Linked DNA regions of Mus musculus: all the other regions are linked to region 1. Evidence: chromatin contacts called from public Hi-C data. All regions are on one chromosome and are shown on one strand. Each heading gives the region's core, a stretch centred on a gene start, on an enhancer-like site or on the middle of the called end of the contact. The rest is flanking DNA. Distances are from core to core; before and after follow the strand shown.

The links. Hi-C and Micro-C count contacts between places; a contact is called where the count stands out from the background.
Region 2: a Hi-C map of uterus shows a contact between it and region 1. The contact joins the enhancer-like site here to the promoter of Stk3 in region 1. A contact is called at or near these places in 4 of 39 promoter capture datasets (the 3T3-L1 cell line, 3T3-L1-derived adipocytes and the C10 cell line), 1 of 15 datasets of contacts at CTCF or cohesin (the NIH/3T3 cell line), 2 of 484 Hi-C or Micro-C datasets (nephron progenitors and uterus), 2 of 115 datasets of contacts at active chromatin or transcription factors (the SCID.adh cell line and embryonic stem cells) and 1 of 9 other capture datasets (adipose tissue).
Region 3: a Hi-C map of uterus shows a contact between it and region 1, with 2.3 times the contacts expected there. The contact joins the enhancer-like site here to the promoter of Stk3 in region 1. A contact is called at or near these places in 4 of 39 promoter capture datasets (the 3T3-L1 cell line, the C10 cell line and maxillary cranial neural crest), 1 of 15 datasets of contacts at CTCF or cohesin (the NIH/3T3 cell line), 4 of 484 Hi-C or Micro-C datasets (cortical neurons, myeloid progenitors, nephron progenitors and 1 more), 2 of 115 datasets of contacts at active chromatin or transcription factors (both in embryonic stem cells) and 1 of 9 other capture datasets (adipose tissue).

What each region holds. Positions count from the first base shown.
Region 1 is chr15:35,154,202-35,158,462 of GRCm38.p6, forward strand. Stk3 (serine/threonine kinase 3) reads right to left here and starts at 1,605. Exons shown (of 11, transcript NM_019635.2): 1 at 1,326-1,605. The coding sequence starts at 1,351.
Region 2 is chr15:35,252,955-35,257,169 of GRCm38.p6, forward strand. All of the region lies in intron 2 of Gm33497 (a long non-coding RNA gene), which reads left to right. The region is part of intron 1 of Gm52178 (a long non-coding RNA gene); the gene reads right to left. Among named protein-coding and RNA genes, the nearest start is that of Gm52178, 41 kb to the right of the region's middle. Within about 2 kb of position 2,892, at least 7 of the 459 cell types and tissues checked have an H3K27ac peak or open chromatin away from gene starts, as enhancers often do. A contact at or near this core is called in uterus, where this site is marked.
Region 3 is chr15:35,275,825-35,280,221 of GRCm38.p6, forward strand. The region is part of intron 1 of Gm52178 (a long non-coding RNA gene); the gene reads right to left. Among named protein-coding and RNA genes, the nearest start is that of Gm52178, 18 kb to the right of the region's middle. Within about 2 kb of position 2,882, at least 9 of the 459 cell types and tissues checked have an H3K27ac peak or open chromatin away from gene starts, as enhancers often do. A contact at or near this core is called in uterus, where this site is marked.

The DNA of each region.
Region 1 (4,261 bases), core at 355-2,854:
CTATAATGAAACTGATAATTTACAGTACAGCCAACCAGCACAGATCTTTTATTTCAATTCAGTCATTCCAGCTGGCCTATGCCATAGTCTCAAAGATCTCCCCTTTACTGCCCTTCCAAAACAGAAAGAAAAAAAAGTTTCAGGTTTTCTTCTGTTATTGTGGGGAAGGCGAGTATCCAGGGACTACCAGAGGAAAGACACCAATAACATGCTAGAATCTAACAACTGACTTGCTTCCAGGGCCCAGAAGGATAGCCTGTCCCTTCTGGGAAACTGTCCACATCCTCCCCTTTTTTGCATCTGAACAGATGGTTTCCAGAAACCAAGGCTCACATGTCTAATCACACAATTCACAACGGTTCTCAAAGTGCCTACCTTTTTAACGATTCCACCTCATGAGTCTAACACCTTACATCTAAATATCTCTAGATATTAGAGCACATGAAGACTTTAATCTTCACTATAGCACTCTCTTAGACAGTTTTGTAAATTATAAATGAAAGTGAGGTTAAATGTTTTACCCAGCGTCAAACAATTATTTTATTCATTCATGGAGAACAGGGAGAAGACATTATGAACGTTTATCAATGGACATTTAGTTTCCTAAGATGATTGAAATGATTAGTTCAAACATATTGTACACAGATGCATCCAATATGTCCATGATTAAACATAAACAATATATAGCATACCAAAGTATCACTGTTTTTATGTGCAAAACTATATGGGGGAGAGGTTCTAAGTTAACATTCCATCTATCTTGGATCCATAAATTCTTTAGAACTTTGGGGGGAGGGGGGAAACACCTGTCATTGCTGCACATCCATAATGTTTTACATTCTGCGTGGCTATTAATATACTTAATTCCTTAAACTGTAAATAAGCGATCTGTCTTCACAAAGTGAATGGTTATATTATTAAGAAGACTTGATCGAGAGAGAGAGAGAGAGAGAGAGAGAGAGAGAGAGTGTGAGAGAGAGAGAGAGAGAGAGAGAGAGAGAGAATAAGAGAAGCGTGCATTGATGTCCTTATCTCCAGGTTTCTGGAATTTACTACTCAAACCCTCCTAGCCACCAGAAGGGCCGGGAACCCAGCGAGGGCCACTCAATTTGCGGCGCACCAGGCCCTCAAGACGTCGGCACGGAGACTCGGCGTCCCCTCTGGGTCCCTGGCCTCGCAGAGGGACGGAGCCGAACGGTGGGCGCCTGGACCAGGCTGCGCTCAGCGCCGAGCAGGCGGGGACAGGGTCGCGGCGGCAGGCCGGGCCTAGTAGCCCCCGCCCCGCGCCGCTGCTTCCGTCCTCATCCCGCTCCCGCCGTCGTTACCTCTTGGACGCCGGCGGCTGCTCCATGGCGGCCGGTGGCAGAAAGAAGGGCCGAATGGACCGTGAAGGCCGTAGGGAGGAAAGGAGCCCGGGAGCAGCCGGCCGAACGCAAGGGATCACACCGGGAAACTCGAACCAACTTTCACGTAACTCCGCGGCGGATCTCCCTCCCGCTCCTCAACGCGGTTCCTCCCGGCCGCCCCGCCCCGCCCCTCGGCCGTGGCCTGCAGCTCCGAGCTGGTGGGAAGAGGCCGGCGCAGCGAGGGTGGGCGGGACGGAGCGCGGACAGGGAGGGTGGGCGGAGCGTGTCCCGGGAAAGTGGGCGGAACCTAGCGCGGTCCAGAAGAGTGGGCGGGCCCTAGCTCAGCCAGGGATAGTGAACAGGATGCGCCCTGGAAGGCGGGCGGGCCTTAGCAGGGCTAGGGAGGGTGGGCGGAGCGCAGCCCGGGAAGGGTGGGCGGGTCCAAGCGCTGGTGAGAGTAGTGGAGAAAGGCCACCAAAAGGAGTGCCCAGCTCAGAAAGAAGATGTCTTGCTACCAGAGTGAGACTTTGGCAACCCAAAAGCTACTGTGCTGGTGGAGGGGTGCTAGTCCACTAGAGATTTGACTCATTTCTCAGGATTCCCCAAGAATACATGCCAATCATCTTGTAAATCTGTTTGAAGTAAAACTGCCCTCACTTCCCTCTCTTGTCCTGTTTATAATTATTAGTTATTATTAGCTACGTTCCCCTGCCCCCCAAGCCAATTGGCATTTGTAACTATAGTAGTTGGGATACTTCTGGAAATTCTGGTTGATTTTGATTGTATACAAGCATAATAATTACAGTCCAATGACAGAAAATATTTACTGCAGTGATCTCTTGGTGCACAAATTTAGAACACCAGAGTCTTGCTGGATGCCCTGTTGGGTAACATGGAAAGCCCATGACTAGTTATAGTGCTTGGAAAAAGATACTAAAGGAATATCTTTCTTTTTTTCTTGGGTCCCCGACCCCGACAGCCCTAACCCCCATTGAACTTGACCCCTTACACATTCATTTGTCTACTATTTAACCATAAAATACACACACACATCTTCTCACAACTATACAAATGAGTTTGCTTATTTTTTTTTCTAGAATATTCTTTAAAACGAATTGGGCAAAGTTTTCTTAGAGGTTGGAGCCATGTGTATGAAGTCAATATTAGTCAAAATGAGTATCAACTGAAACTAAATAAGACACACACCTTGATATCTATTTCATCTACTCAGGACAATAGGAACAATAACAAAAACTAAGTGATTAAAATGTCAATACTGGGCCATGAGGGGGTTCTGTAAGCAAAGGCACTTGCCACACAATCCTGATGAGTCTACAAGTGTAAAGAGAGAACAGACTTTACAAAGTTGTCCTTGGCTTACACACACACACACCCTTGCCACATCTCTCTCACACATGCACACACTTCCACACCCTCATCATGCACACACACAGTAATGCCAGCCTTTATATATATGAGTATGCTGTAATTTTCCTCAGACATACCAGAAGACGGCATCAGATCCCACTACAAATGGTTGTGAGCCGCATGTGGTTGCTGGGAATTGAACTCACATCCTCTGGAACAGAAGTCAGTGCTCTTAACCATTGAACCCCAGTACCAGCTTTTAAAATGTCAGTACTGGGAATCACCACTGAAACTCTCCTGCCCACCTCGCATTCTCCTAACTTCCACATCAACCTCATTTTTTTCCTGTTTCAGCAGAAAGCATCTTGAGAAGTTCATCTCATGATTTTTTTTCAATTTATCAAACATTAAGATGGGCTCAGTTTATCATCCTTTACAATGGGTTCCTTGTCTTAGCAACTTTATCCTCCAGGAAGTCATCCCAGTCCAGCCAAGCACAGCAGTCAGTGGTGTTGGCGGCATATGCTTATGATTGGTGCTCTGTGCTGAACATTTTCTTCTCAGGCAGTCATCCAACCTAAATGTGAGTCATCTGAGAGCCAACCCATAGCATCCTCTCTCTCTGCTTGTCACCTAAGCAACAGCCTGACACATCCAGCTCTGGGCTGGGGTTTTGCTATCCAGGTTTGCAATCCTATCCTACTGTACCAGCTTCCTGTAGTGAATGCCAACGAGTACCGCGCTTCCCAGGCCACTTGTGCTTTGGGGATAAATGCAGGAGAAAGTCAGGAAGAAAGGAACTCGAATATTTGTTTATTCTTCTGATGATCATCTACTGAGGTCACCTAAAGTGTTCCTTTCAAGACAAGCTAACAACTTGCCTCCCTTGCCCTTGTCCCTCTGGGACTAGGGGTTTGTGGTGCTTTGAATGAGAATGGCTCACATAGATTCTAATAGCTCCTGGTTTTATCAGATTGTAAACTCATCCAAGATACCTCTGAAGACACCCTATAATTTCACCCATCAGAAAAAAGCAATGGAGAAGGGGTTTCTTAGCAACTCTTGAGAGCCTACATCTACAATTAATCAAAAAGAGAAGTTACAATGACTCTTCTCTTTCCTTTAATGTGACCAGTTATTCTGACTCAATCATGGACTGGTCTAGAAATCAATCCCTATCAGCCAGCTGAGTTAACCTAGAGTGTAGTCTCCTCTGTTACTGGAAAGCGAGTGCTTTCTATCAATTCTCAAAGGCACCCCATACACCTGGTAGCCAGACTTAGTGTTTGACCTTTGCCAATTAGCAGCTGAATTAAATACCTGGGACATTCCAGCAGACAACTTTAATCTTGTTGCTTTTAACTTTTGGAGACAAGATTGGTTGCCTTCACACAGGATCGCTTTCAACAAGCACAGCTATTCACTGTTGTAGCCCCCGAATTTCTGATGTTAACTCTCTGTGGTTAATTGCCCTGCTTCTTAGAAGCCTCACCAAAGAGGCTCCAGTGTTGTGTACAGATGGTTTGCCTCTGCATATTTTCCCACAG
Region 2 (4,215 bases), core at 1,642-4,141, 100 kb after region 1:
AAATAGACAAGTATAATATATGTTCACATAAAATCTGATTGCAAGTTTCTATAGTAACCTTATTCAGATCAATATCCAGAGAGAAGGGGTCTTTATATACTCAGTACCTAAATCAATCATGTCTGGCACCTATGTTCAGTGAATGTCTGTTGATTAAGCAAATGAATAAATATGTCTTTTCAAACAACTTTGTGAGTTAGGCCAAGTGGCAAACACCTTTAATTTTAACACTTGAGAGGCAGGGCAAGTTATTTATTCTCTATGAATTCGAGGCCAGCCTGGTCTATGCAATGCATTCCAGGCCGGACAAGACTACATAGTAAGACCTTGTCAAGAGTAAAATTTGAAGCAAAACAAAAACCTTCATGATTTTTGAAACTCTTGTTAAGAGAGTTATTTATGCCCAAAACTCAGTTCTATAATACCATCAAGTTCTTTGTGGGATTAGGCATGGCTTTATAAAAGACATTAAATAAATCTCAAACAATAAATCATGTGTTAGACAAATCACCTATAACTCTATTGTAGCAGGCCACACAGTTGTACAGAATAGCTTTAGAGACTTTAATGAATGTCTTACCACACAACAAAGCTTACTCTTACCAAGGCTATGAAATCTCTAAGTAATTAGCTGAACCAAGACCAGACCTGCTGCCTTACCCCTACATAGATATGTTCTGATTTCCGCTCATGGCTCATATTTAAAGGTAAGCAAAGGTGGCTGCAAGCAAGACTTTACAGGTGACCAGTAATGATGAAGCCAAGTTTTCCCTCTCTTTCAAAGAAAACAGACAGTGTCTGAGACAGTGAATGTCTAACATGCATGAAATCCTAGATTGACCCAACTTGTGCTCTGGGTCTCTCGCATGCACATGCGTGTGCATATGTACACATACACACACATACACACATGCACACACATATGCCCATGCATACATACACACATACATACACATAAATATATACACACATGTACATATATGCATACACACATATACACACACATTGATGTTATTCTCAACATTTACAGAATTTTTGTATTTTATGTTTAAGTTTTTATCTGTTAGAAATTCTAAGCAAATTCAAAGTAAATACCTGTAACTCCTTCAAATTGGAAACCATTCAAAGGGTCCTCCTTAGCCATTAAGCAGTAATAAAGACTATGGAATACCACTCAGCCAGCAAGAATAACAAACTACCTATACAGAAAACAACACAGGTAGAACCCAAAGGAAAAACCAAAGACCTTGTCAAATATTTACATATCATGTGATTCCATTTGCAAAGGTATCAAAATGACAAAATTATAGAGTCAACAGATTAGAGAGTTTTAGAGGTTTGGGGTGAGGGGAGGCAGGGGCACGAATGTGAAAGGGCTTTTGTGATAGAGTAGCCCTACATCCTGACTGATGGCTCTAATAATCCATACGTGCTCAGACAGCATGGAACTTTACCCACCCACCTGAAAGCCTGCTGAAGTCTGCAGTGCTCTGTGAACCACATCAGTGCCAGTTTCCTAACTTTGATACTATGCCGAATACAATAAAGTTAGGTGATTTCCCTAACACTCCCAAAAAATTCTCTCTACTACTTTTGCAACTTCTGATAAATACATAATGACTTCATAATAAGATTCTTTTTTAAATGCCAGTATAAACAACCTTCAGCACACATGTGTGCCCTCTCTTTCTTCTGAAGGCCCTGTTAAAGAATCAAAGTAATAAAAAAAGGTGTCAATTTAAAAGAACAAATAGGTAACAGGATTCAACCACAAGGAAAAAAAAAACCTAGAGGCCGGAGTGTAGCTCAACGATAGGACATTTGCCTGTGTGTAAGGCCTTGTGTTAGATCTTTACATGTGTGGGGGTGGGGGGAGAGGGAGAGGGAGGGGGAGAGGGAAAGAGAGAGAGAGCTGCATAACAAATGAATAGAAAATACTGTTTATAGCTCTTTCTCTGCCTTCAGAGCCAGGAAGTCAGCAGAGATGACTCTATCCTGGACAAGGCTGCTAAGAAGATCATACCTTGGACACAATGATCACAAGACCTCACAGCTGGGGACAAAATGGCAGGCGAGAATGCCACTGATCTTCTGTCTTTTAGGCAGATGCTTGGCAATCTGACTAAGTGCCAGGCATTTGGAAACAAGGAGAGTCATGGGAAGCTTTTAAGGGGACAGAAGCTGAGGGAGAGTTAGAGTAATGGTTACCATGGGCTTAGGGGAGCATTTGAAGTCTGAGCCCTTACACAAAACCAAGTAGAATCCTGGGCCTCAGTGCCTCCGTAGATTGAGGTTTGTCTTGTGGACTCATAGGATCAGTAACTTGACTTACACAGTACAGATGAGGCTGTACACCTCTGTCTAAGCCAGCAGTCCCCACACTTTATAGAGCAGCAGAGTCTTTTCTCCAAAGAAAACCAGAAGTGAACGTATAAACAATCCAAACTGAGTAAAGTTCCAGGGGCTATGCATCGATAGTCCCACAAACAACCTATGGCTCAGGTGTCACACACTCAGATGCTAAAGGAGGGGGAGAGATCTCTATCGAGACTTTTATGTGTGTGTATTAACTAGAATGTTTCCGGTCTCGGTGAAATCTGAAAAAGGAAACTTTGAGTTAGCACACCAGTGATTGTTTTCTGTTGAGTCCTGCTAGGCAGACCTTCTGGCCTCTGTAATTTAGCTGGTTAAACCTTTTCCTCAGGCCAGACAGCTGAACTTGAGCCAGGTGGGCTTAAACACATTGACTAATTCAGAGTTTACTTTCCAACAACGAAAGACAAGATTGTGCCAGCATCTTCCGCTCATCCATCCAAAGTTCCCAAGAGCAGAATTCAGCCCTCGTCCCCTCCCAGTTACAAAGCAGAGAGGCCTGCCCAGTATAACTTAAAACAGCAATGCTGCAGCTCTCTCCAATAAATTACATCAAAACAAGCCAAAGCAAAGGCAGCTGCCTTACCAGTTTCATAAGGAATTGCCTGGGAACTAACCCTTTTCAGACCTAATTATAAACTCAGGTTTGAATTACAGAACAAGACACTCTGAAAGTCCATGTTCAACAAGCAGAACAAACATGCAAAGATGAAACGCAATGGTCTCCCACCCGAGACCTGTTGCCAGCAACAGGAGAAGTGGCTTGTCTGCAGCCAAGTTTGGGGTGCCCTGGAAAGCTTCATCTCTCTCCAGGGAGACAGTTTCCAGAACTCCAATCTCCTCTTGTTGGCAAGAGATTCCTATAATAAATAGACTACATTTCCCAGAAATCTCTTTGCCCAACCCTGGGACTATATTTTAAAGCCTGCTTTTTTGTTGTTGTAGTTGTAGTTGTTGTTAATGTGACAACCTTTTGACATGCCTAGCTGGCTCAGCTCATTTCAAATCTCATCTTATCACTAATGTCCTTGGGTTTGTTTTCAAAGATAAAAGTTCAGTTAGTTGACTGTTCCAGAAACAGAATAACATAACAAGGAGTCCAATATTATTTACACTCAAGGTTATGTACTACCCTTCATTTGAATGAGTGCTCCTTAAACATTAATATGTGTCAGAATGGCTTGAGCTGCTGTTCAAACACAGCCTGCTAGACCTCACCTCCACAGACTGACTCAGTCAGTATGGAGACAGTCCAAGAATGTTCATTGTTTGCCAGTGTCCCAGGGATGCACAGGCTACTGGTCCCTAGATGACACTTTAAGAATTGCTAAGAGGTTGGGAGTGTAGCTTAGTGGCAGAGAACATGTTTAGCGCGTGTGAGGCTCTAGGCTCAAACTCTAGCATCCTCCAACCCCTAAAAGTAAAATCAAATACAGGGGCTAGAGAAACATCTCAGTGATTAAGAGCACTGGCTACTCTTGTAGAAAAGTACCTTGTTCATGTGACGGCAAGCAAGACTCTTGGGAAACACGAACAGGACCATGCACCAGTCTGCCAATCTGTGACTAGAAAGACATCAGGCTTCAAAAAATGGATTTGGCATACGGATTCCTTCCACTAGCTCCTGGGGGTCATGTAAATGGCACTTTCACCTGGATTTTGTCATTCACAGCCTACCTCCTTCAGTACTCATAGTGTATGACGCAGGAACTGGAGTCTCTTGAGAAATAATAATCAAAAAAAACAAAAAACAAAAAACAACAACTCTAAAACAAGTTTGGTTTTCTTTTAATTCCAGGGACATGAAACTCTTTAGGCCATAGTTCACAACTGTCCATTAGC
Region 3 (4,397 bases), core at 1,632-4,131, 120 kb after region 1:
ACATGCTGCGCACACAGATACATAGAGAGGGAGAAAGGGAGAGGGAGAGACGGAGACACAGAAGGGAGGGAGAGAGGGAAGGAGGGAGGAGGAGAGACAGAGAGGGAAAGAGAGAGACAGAGAGAGAAAGACAAAGACCGAGAGGGAGAGGGAGAAACACAGAAGGGAGGGAGGGAGAGAGAAAGAGAGAGAGAGGGAGAGAGAGAGAGACATGGGGAGGAGAGAGAAAGAGAGAGAGGAAGAGACAGAAACAGAGGCAAAGGCAGAGACACAGAAGAGAGGGAAGGAGGGAGGGAGGGAGGGAAGGAGGGAGGGAGGGAGGGAGGGAGGGAGGGAGGGAGGGAGGGAGGGAGGGAGGGAGGGAGGGAGGAAGAGAGAAAGACTCTGAAAACCCTGTGGCCACTGGATTCCCTGTTGTCAGGCCTCCCCAGTCCTGTTTGCTCTTCAGACCATGGTTTAAGCAGCAAAAAGAACCCTTGTCTGTTGAATAAGTTTATGAACAAAGGCTGGTTGCTCCCCTTGTCAATAAACAAACATTATCTGCTTCTGTTTCTTTGCTAAATTGAGCTTCTGCTTACCCTAGCTGCTTATACAAAAGCTGTGTGTACACAGGAGAAGGCTGTGGTGGTGCTGTGGAAGCCGGAGGCCCTGGGCAGAGTGAAGTCACAGCAGGTTCCTTCTGAGAGCCTTTCCTCTTTGTATCACACTTCTCCCTCACTTAGAGGTCCAGACTGGCTGGGAGGCTGCTGCTTTCATCCTGCATCAACTATTACGGACTAATGGGTCTACTTTATGCAGCCTTTGAGTTTAAAAGAGAATGAAATAAAACAACAATTTGGGGAAAAATGAGAAAGATCATAGGCCAGGGAATGAATCACCACTGACTGAAGTCTGGACATGAAGCCGCACCACATAGGAAGCAAGCTTTGTAAAAAGCCAGAACTGGGAAGCAAAGGGTTTAATTTGCTGGGCCAAGGTCAAAGGGCTGAAGAGGTGGGTAGGAGGGGGCTGCAGTAAGTACATTAAGCTGTGAGTTCAAGGATGGGCTCTTTCCCATGGGGGAGTAGCATCTGGGTGGCACGCACATAAAATGTCACAGAGCTGTAGTCAATGTGTGACACAGTACAGCACCAATCAAAAGGAAGAGGGCAAAATCTGCTGCTAAAACGATGGGGGAACAAAAGAGAAGGGCAGGAGAGAAACTGTTCACTCCGGTTATTCAGAAATGGACTCATCTGGAAAGAGTTCTGAAAAGGAAATGATGTCACCGCGGTCCAGGCTTCCCCCCAGGGGAGCCACAAGGTCTGATTGACTGCACTCACTGTTCTGATGCTCTGCAAGTCACCATCAGGCTATAGTGGACACCTTGTCAGGCGGCAACCTCTCGGGCTCTCCTGACAACTCCTGAACCTGACTTTGGCTCAATAATCCTAATTCTTCTGCCAATATTAATGACCGATATTAATTTGGTTTGGTTGGTTGGTTGGTTTTTTTGTTTGGTTTTACTTTTATCCCTCAAGCTTGCCATATTGCTGAGGGTGACCTTAACTTCTGGCCCTCCTGTGTCGACCTCCTGAGTATTGGGATTGCAGGTATATGCCACCATACCTACAGTATACAGACCAGGGATCGAACCCAGGTCTCCACACTAATCAAGCACTGATCCACAGAGCTATATGCTTAGCTGATAGTGAATACTTAGCTTTCGATTGAAAGTTATAAAATAAAGCATCAGACTTCCAGTGTCTGGAAAATATGGCCAAAGAGACATGAATGAGAATTACATGACCATTCCAAAAGGAACAGAAGTCTGGAGATTATGACTGGTTGGCAGCTGGACTCAGGAGCTGAACATGGATGTACACACTTATCATCCCAACATCTGTAGGCTGGGGCAAAAGGATCGTGAATTTAGGCCATCTTAAGATACTGAGACCCTATCTCAAAGTCAAAGTCGAATACACACTATCTAAGAGCTGAAGGAGAAATGGTTTCTGTGCTGAATGCACAACCAGTTTAACTGAGTGACCTAAGTTTTAAGATAATGCTGAGACAAATACCACGGCATGCTTACAGTAGAGAAGGCAGCCCCACAGCCTTCAGTGTCAAAAACACAAACTCAGGGCCAGTGAGACACTCAGCTAGAAAAGGTGCTTGCTTCACAATCCTGCTGACCTGAGTTCACATAAAACACACACACACACACACATACACACACACACACACACACACACACACATACATACACACACACACACACGCACACATACATACACACACACACACACACACACACACACACACCAATAAAAATTTTAAAACTAATACAATCTCATTCAAAATTGTAAAGATTTTTTTCAGCCCCTCTTTCTGACTACAATTTGTATTGTTCTTGGCCTGAAAGCCACTTCTTGATTGCACTCCTGCCTGTTGAAAGCACAAGCTCTACAGAACTGTTTAACCTTTGAATCTGCTCAGGAAGATGGAATTACCATCCCTGGAAAAGTGCATTGGGCTTCAAGGGCTTCAAGTGCAGCTGCAACCAGAAGATGGAAATGTGACTGGTTGGGGGGTTGTGGGATTAAAGAGAAGGGATTAAGAGCCTTCCTTGCCCGGGTGAGTAGCATGATTCCGTAAATCACAGGCTAACCTTTGCTTTGCGCAGCCCTGTATTAAAACATACGCTATCATAGCCTCTCCTAATCAAGACTCCTCATCTTCAACATCGGGGTGGAAGGCACAGATGCCAAAGAGGGGTCAGAGGGAAACAGAAGAGAAGGAGGAAGTGGATAATCTTGGTGATGGTGACTGCTATTTTGATAGGAACCAGAATGTCTGCACGGTTTCAAGAACCATGAAGAAGTGCAAGCAGTGCTGGAAAGAAGCCCTCCAGCTCGTGTGTGCCTGGCTGAGGAGGACTGGGAAGCTCCAGAGAGCACAGCTGGCTCTGCAGGCTGCTTCTGTTGCCTTTCTTCATATTTATTCCGAGATCACATTTACAGCTGCTTTTATCTGCTCTTTAGAAGTTCTTGTATTTGGAAAATTGCTTATGGTAAAATAAAAACCCACTTGTTGACATGGAAATGTAATTTATTAGCCAGCTAGAAAATCAGTTATCTCTTAATATATGGGATCTGGAACTTTCTACTCTGCTCAAGATGCCATTTAGAAAGATGCAAATTTATTATACTCAATGTGACTCTGGGCTGACACTGAAGCTAGTGCTCAGTTCAAGAGAAAGTAAATGTCTATTTCCCCTTAACATCCATGCAGGAAGGACCAGCAGAGCACAACACAGACACAGCTGGAGGACAAACTGCAGGGAAGTAAAGCAGAGCCTGAGCTTGTTAAACACAGGGCCAACAGAGAGTTCTCCAAAGCACGGATATCAGAGAGGGGCAGTGAGGGCACTGTACGGAACCTGACCCCAGGATAGCTAAGGTGCAGCGTCTCCAGACACAGGAAACTCTGATGCAGGTCACCACAACGGCCTCTAACCAGGAGGCAAGGCAAGGTCCCGAAAGGTTCTCAACCTTGGCAAGGTGTGATGTGTGTGTTGGTCAGAGCTCAGGAGCTGTTGGCCTAGAATCTAGATCAGGCTGTGTAAAAACCGTAACCACACAGAATAACGCCCACGATTTATCACAGGTTTCCTCGGAGCCCGGAGTTTTAGACTGATGTCCTAGTTTGCTTTCTGTGGCGGTGATAAAACACTAACCAAGAACAATACAGAGAGTGGATTTACTTAGCTTGTAAGTCATCAAGGAAAGTCAAGGCAGTAACTTGGGGGCAAGAACTGAAGAAGAGACCATAAAGGAACAACTGTTGGTCTGTGTGTTGCTTCCTTTTATTATATACAGCCCAGACCCACTGGTCCAGGGATTTCACCCTCCTCTCACCCACACAATCAATCAGCAATTAGGAAAATGTTCCACAGACATTTCCACAGACCAGTCTGATAGAGGTGACCCTCAGGTGAGGGCCTTTCTTTCAAGTGACTCTAGCTTATGTCAAGTAGACAAAAATCTACCCAGCAAATCTGGGCAGCTAAGCAGATTTTGAGCTGAGATGGAGAAGTGTAGGTGGGGCCTAGATCTGTGAGCACAAGGATGAGGCTAGTTCCTCTGTCAGAAACCTGGTGAGATGTGAAGAGACATCTCTCAAGCCCAGACAGCACACATCAGACCCAAGATATTAGACTCAAGACTAGCATGGTGATACAGTAAGTGTGGTGGGCTTGTTTATAGAAACATGGGTGAGCGGTTACTTACAAGATCATGGGTACCTCAGTTTGTTTTCTATAGCTGTGATAAATCCCATAATGAAAGAAACTTGGAGGTGAAAGGGCTTATTCGGGCTACATACTCTAGTCACATATCATTGATGGAAGTCCAGGC